2 separate regions of the Ovis aries genome follow, and region 1 is linked to region 2. The links are chromatin contacts, called in public Hi-C maps. All regions are on one chromosome and are shown on one strand. Each heading gives the region's core, a stretch centred on a gene start, on an enhancer-like site or on the middle of the called end of the contact. The rest is flanking DNA. Distances are from core to core; before and after follow the strand shown.

Region 1 (2,932 bases), core at 346-2,845, 93 kb after region 2:
TCTGACTCAATTCATAAACTTTTAGAGTGGGGAAGCATACTTCCTGGATTTCAACACAAGTCCCCTGGTAGCTCAGTGGTAAAGAATCCGCCTGCCAATGCAGGAGACACAAGAGACATGGGTTTGATCCCTGAGTCGGGAAAATCCCCTGGAGAAGGGAATGGCAACCCATTCCAGTATTCTTGCCTGGGAAATCCCAAGGACAGAGGAGCCTGGTGGACTACAGTTCACGGGGTTGCAGAAGAGTTGGACATCACTTAGTGACTAAATAACAACAGTGTCATAAACATACTAGGCAGAGAGGCTCAAAATTTGTTGACTTATTTTTCCCCTGGAGTGAAATGAACAGCCCTCACCTATCTGCAAGATATCACATATTTAGCTCAAAGGTGACAAAATCGATCAATCCTCTGATGCCTCCAAATATGTAGATACATCGCTTTGTCTAGATGTTTTGGCAAGGCATAGACACAACACAATAAGCTTAGACTTTCTGTTTCTATGAGGTTTCATTTCTATGAATATTTTACATTTGATTATTGTCTTGGGCGCCCAGAATGGGAGTGACTCAATCAAACGCCTCCTCATCCATCCAAGCATTCTTTGAGAAAATTTTAAAAGAATACTAGCAACTAATTATATACCTGAACAAAATCTTTCAACTTGTGACCAAGTATACTACCCGCCCTGTTTATCTGTAAGATCTGTGCTAACTACAGATATATTTCTAACTGCTTTGTTCCCAAGCCAATCCCCTCTCCCAATAACCCACCGGTGCAAGTTCCAGACCACAGTGAACATCTGTGAATCAGTGAGGTGTTGGTTAGGATTTTATTTTTTGCTTTTAAAGGTCTTTATGGGGCTAGGAAGGAAAGTTGAGGAACACGCATGGGGATATATAGAGTCGATTGGGCTGGAATGTCTGTCAATAAGGACAGAGTGTGTCTCTTTTACCGTATTCTTGGAAAAAAGATTATGTGCGTGTTCAGATGGAGTCACTGCAGTATGGCCCGTTCCCTGACTGATTCATAAGGGGCGATCTCAGGTGTGGAGTTCCAAGCACCTGCTTGATCACACTCCGGCAGTTCAGAACCTAGCGTATTTGAGGCCGGTGGCTCAGGTTCCACTTAATTTGGCTCAGGTGTCACTAACACTATGTGCGGTGCCCGTCACTGAGTCGTACTTTGGGACTTGGATACTTACTTCAGACTTTCTTGTTTCTCCCCGCTTCCTTCCCATTAGTTTCCCTTTCGCTCCTCCGTCTCCGGGGTGCCCACTTCCTCCCTTTGCTCCCATTCTCCGCTTTCTTCTCTTTCCTTCCTACTGGGCTTCCCGTCTCTCATCCTCGGAGGGCCGCGAGGCTCGAGGCTCAGGCTCGGCTCCGAGGAGGAGGAGGCGCGAGGCCGGCGGGACAGGCGCGAGGTGCCGAGCCGCGAAAGCGCGGGGCGCGCGCCGGGGCGGGGGCGCGCGCGGGCTGGCCGCGTGGCCGGGCGGCCGGACCAGGGAGCGGCGCGCGCGCGCGTGGCCCGCGAGCCCCTGGCGCGCCCCCGGCGGCCGGGGCCGCAGCGTGCTCGCCCCCGCCGCCAGCTCGCCTCACTTATGGGTCGGAAGCGCTGCGTGGGGGAGACTGTTCCAAGATGGCGGCGGGTTGCTGCGGGGTGAAGAAGCAGAAACTGTCCAGTTCGCCCCCCTCTGGCTCGGGTGGCGGTGGTGGCGCCTCCTCCTCCTCCCACTGCAGCGGAGAGAGCCAGTGCCGAGCCGGGGAGCTGGGACTAGGAGGCGCCGGTACGCGGCTCAACGGGCTAGGAGGTCTAGCCGGAGGAGGTAGCGGCAGCGGCTGTACCCTCTCTCCCCCCCAGGGCTGCGGCGGCGGCGGCGGGGGGATCTCCCTGTCGCCCCCTCCGAGCTGCGGAGTGGGGACCCTACTTTCTACCCCGGCCGCCGCCACCTCTCCCTCGCCCTCCTTGTCGTCCGCCGCCTCGTCCTCATCGCCCGGCTCCCGGAAGATGGTGGTGTCAGCGGAGATGTGCTGCTTTTGCTTCGATGTGCTCTACTGTCACCTGTACGGATACCAGCAGCCCCGGACCCCCCGGTTCACCAACGAGCCCTAGTGAGTACCGTGCCCTCCGCCGCCCTCTCCCTTGCGCTCGGGATGGGGCTCAGAGTTGAGGCAAAGTACGAGTCCGCCTCCCCGCCGGCCGCTGCCCCTGCCCCTCTGGCTGCCCCGGGTCCCTGGAGCCACTCTCCCTGAGTACGGGCACCCCGCACTTTCTGCCCTCTGAGACAAGCGCCCCACACTTGGAGAGGGGTGCTGCTGCGAGAGATGGCTCGCTGACTCCCAGAGGTGTTCGCTTTCTCTTTGAGGTAACTTCGAGGAGTTTTGACCCTCTCCTTCGCCACCCCGGCTCCCCATCTCTGGGTTTGGGAGCTCTGGATCCCTCACGGTGTTGACCTCTCCTGGATTGGGTTTCCTTGACCCCCAGTGAAAGTCCCGCCGGTGTTCCCGCCCCGCGTACCATGCACATGGAGCGTTACTATCCCATTGCAGCGTAAAAAATAGCAACTATCCAACTTCTGCTCTGCCAGTGATGGAACTTAGCTCCGGAGCCTATGAGCTTACCCATCTTTTTCCTTTGGGTTTCCTTGTGTCCTGGGGAGGGAAGACACATGTTCCCTTAGTACCTATTTTTATCCGAACTTACCCATTAAAATGTGTTTCTAGTGAAGCGCACCGCTGGCTCTCTCACATTTAAAGAGTGAGTTTTTTTTTTTTTTTAATTCCACCGTCTGGGTAATGGCTCATTCAAAGAGAGCTGTCCCCATAGAGCCACTGTCAGTTTGTACATTACGCGTGCACTCGCTTTTGTGTCTATTTCACTTTTAAGAAACCCATGTTAGGCTTGACGATTCGGGAACTAGTTAAACAGTAAGT
Region 2 (3,262 bases), core at 524-3,023:
CCTTGAGTTTGCCCTGTAAGTGTATTTTAAAAAGCAAAGCTTCTTAGACCAGCCAAATGAAACTGATTGGAAATGTTCACCATAGAAACGGGAGACCTATTACGTATAATGGCCGAGCTCTTTGCAGCCAGGTCCTAAGCGCTAGGCCACAATCTCAGAATGAAAGAACCTGTAAAGGCTTTGGAAGATAGCCGTGAAGATGATTAAGGGATTGGAAAAGAGGATCTAGGGGAAAAGGTGAAAGGTATTAGGATTAGAAGGACGATTTAGTCCCAAGAGAAAAAAAAAATAATGAAGGCGTTAACCAGCTGTTTCTTCCTTGCTATCAATGGCATGCAGTACATGAATGGCAGCATGAGATACTTTAGGTTAGATGTAAGAAAGAACTTCCCAACAATGCATCTCCTTCAACACTAAAGGTCATTTATTCTTAAGTCCTAAAACACTGGTAGAGCCCCAAGCACATGTTGGACCATGTACTGGGTCCTGGAGAAGTTCACACGCCAATGTTGTTGTTGTTGTTTTTGTTGTTGTTGTTCAGGGACATTAAATAGATTATTACAAGACAGTGAGGTGCGTTCTATAATACAAGGAATTTGGAATGCTTTGAATTTTAAGAAAGCCAGAGGGGGCCTATAGCAGAATATTATATGTCACTTCCAGTGGGGTCTGAGACAGCATCCAGCAATCAAGTACATTGATATTTCGGGAGCAAAAACACATGAATATTCACACAGAGTGCGATAGAAAAATACTATAAATAGCCTCATACCAGCGCAGGTTTGGCTGCCAAATGAATTTACCTTAAACTTATAAAAGGCCCTCAGTTTTCAGAGCTCTAGGATTTGGGAAGGATAGATATGGGAATGTGTATCTGTGTGCACCGAGTCGGGTCTAGCAGCAGGACTTGGGAAAGACGGGACTTTTGACTGCAAGCAGAGAATGTGTGTCTAATGTGCTCTGTGGCCTCAGGACTGTGGACATGTTTTTGAGGAACTTGACTCTGTGTGTGTGTGTGTGTGTGTGTGTGTGTGTGTGTGTGTGTATGAAGCAGTGGGAAAACTTCATTATCCCTCAGGTCAAGCCCACATTCAGGGCCTATATATAAAGTAGCCCCTGGTAAGGCATCCCAAATGGTCAGCCAATGGTTTTTGTTATGGTTATGATGATTTCAAATATTTGGCCCCTTGGTCCCTATGGGCAGGGCCACCAAATTTCAGAATCAGCATCCTCCAGTGGGGTCCACAGGGTGTGGTAGAACCACTGAAGGGGGTTGAGGGGACATCTTTGACCTTCCTTTTTAAGCTGTGTTCATACCTGCTGTGGTAGATGGCGATGCATGTCAAGAGACAAAGTGAAAAGCCTACAGGGAGGGGCACTGGAGTGCCTTCATCTGTGGGCTGAGGAACACCTAGTTACCCTCTCCCAGCCAAGCACCCTCACTTAGGGGGTAACCTCCCTTGAGGGGGAACACCCACTGAACCCTGCCATACCCTCAGAAGTTGTTTCCTTTCCAAAGGAAAGGGGGCAGTCCTTCTGCTAAGTCTCCTCTTAGCAGTCAGAAAAAGGAGACCCCCACCCCTCAGGGGCCATTTTCTACTGTGACCCACCTATCCACAGGTGTCACCTACACGTAGAGATGAAAGACACCAAGACTCTCTTTCTGTCTTTAGATACCCCCCAAAGTATGACCTCCTCCCTGGTCCTCCTCTCTGCCCTCCGGGAATCCAGGCTCACATCTTTTCAGGATGAGCTCAGCCTCCAGCCACTCCCTCTGAGGCCTGGCTTCCCAACCTTGGTGATTCCAAAGTTCACAGCTGTTGCAATACACAGGGCCCACCCTAGGCAAAACTGTGCCGGAGACACAGCCTCCTATCAGCTGATTTCCCACACCCCCACGCCCTACCCCTGCCTGCCTGGCTTTCCTCTTCCCTGGGGAGTCAGCTCCCTCTAACCTTTTCCTCCCCTCCCCCTGACAGGAAAGGCTCTGATCAAGGAATCTGCACTCACACATATACACAAAACAACCCTGCCTGGCCCAGCCATCCCCCGCCCCCGAGACCACCCAGGGCAGTTGGACTCAAAGGGATCGTCCACCGATGGTAGAGATAGTGGCATTACTCACAGGCCAGAAGGAAGTCTCTGGGTTGGAGGGGGGAGGCCTTCTCAACACCCATCAGATAACGATGTGGGGCCATCAAGTCAGCCTTCACCATTTGAATGTAAGATGGACTGTGGTGACACTCCTCGCAGGAATGGACTCTGCTTTCTGAATTCAAATCAGCTCATGCACTCAAGACAGCAGGAGAGAATATCCAGAAACGGGATCAGCCCCAGGAACTATGACGGCTAGTTGTTCCAAAGGTTGAGGGTGTCAGAGGGAGCCACTGGGAAAGAAAGGGAAGAGTTTCCAAAAGGATACCTGTTGGTGAGGCAAAGAAAGAAGCAACGGGGGAAGGGAAACCTAGATGGCAGGGGCGGGGGTGGGGGAGCCAGTAGAAACAGATTTCAGGAAAGATTTCACATTTTTCAAGCGATTATTCTGTACTACAGGCTTCCCTGGTGGCTCAGTGGTAAAGAACTGCCTACAGTGACGTAGATGCAGGTTCGATCCCTGGATCAGGAAGATCCCCTGGAGGAGGGCATGGCAACCCACTCCAGTATTCTTGCCTGGAAAATCCCATGGACAGAGGAGCCTGGTGGGCTATGGTCCATAAGGTCGCCCATAGGGTCACAGAGTCAGACACAACTGAGCGACTAAACAAGAACAACATTTTGCACTAGACACAGTGGCTGTGTTGTCTCATGTCATCCTCACAACCTCCCCAGGAGATGAGAAGTATTATGAGATCCATGTGACAAAAGAGGAATGGGAGGCTCGATGAGGTTAAGTAATTTGTGACAAATGACACAATTCATCCTGGAACAGTGAAGCCAGATTAAAACACTTGTTGGTGTGACTCCAGAGCTCTCAGCCCTCCGAGGTAGGCACCAAGCACCTTGAAAATGTAGGAGGGGCCCCCATGTATCTGTTGAAAGAGATGCCCAGAGCAACCTGTACCCCCGCTCCCCATAACCAGAGCCCTCCCCCCCCCCGACAGCTTACACAGGGGCCGTTTGCTCCTGGGTTAAAGATTGCATTAACATGTAAACATGTGCTCTGGAAAAGTTTAGCACAGCCCAGAAGTCAAAGTCTCAGAGGAGTTGCAAAGGACAAAGCTCCCAATGGGATGGGCTACCTGGTAGGCCCCATAGTAGTGGC

Evidence for each region. A called contact is a pair of places that touch in the nucleus more often than the background predicts.
Region 1: a Hi-C map of tail adipose tissue shows a contact between it and region 2, with 4 times the contacts expected there. The contact joins the promoter of AMMECR1 here to the enhancer-like site in region 2. A contact is called at or near these places in 3 of 16 Hi-C or Micro-C datasets (skin fibroblasts and tail adipose tissue).

What each region holds. Positions count from the first base shown.
Region 1 is chrX:124,958,334-124,961,265 of ARS-UI_Ramb_v3.0, forward strand. AMMECR1 (AMMECR nuclear protein 1) reads left to right here and starts at 1,596. Exons shown (of 5, transcript XM_042242389.2): 1 at 1,596-2,110. The coding sequence starts at 1,638. All of the region lies in intron 1 of RTL9 (retrotransposon Gag like 9), which reads right to left.
Region 2 is chrX:124,865,033-124,868,294 of ARS-UI_Ramb_v3.0, forward strand. The region is part of intron 1 of RTL9 (retrotransposon Gag like 9); the gene reads right to left. Among named protein-coding and RNA genes, the nearest start is that of AMMECR1, 93 kb to the right of the region's middle. Within about 2 kb of position 1,774, at least 5 of the 54 cell types and tissues checked have an H3K27ac peak or open chromatin away from gene starts, as enhancers often do. A contact at or near this core is called in tail adipose tissue, where this site is marked.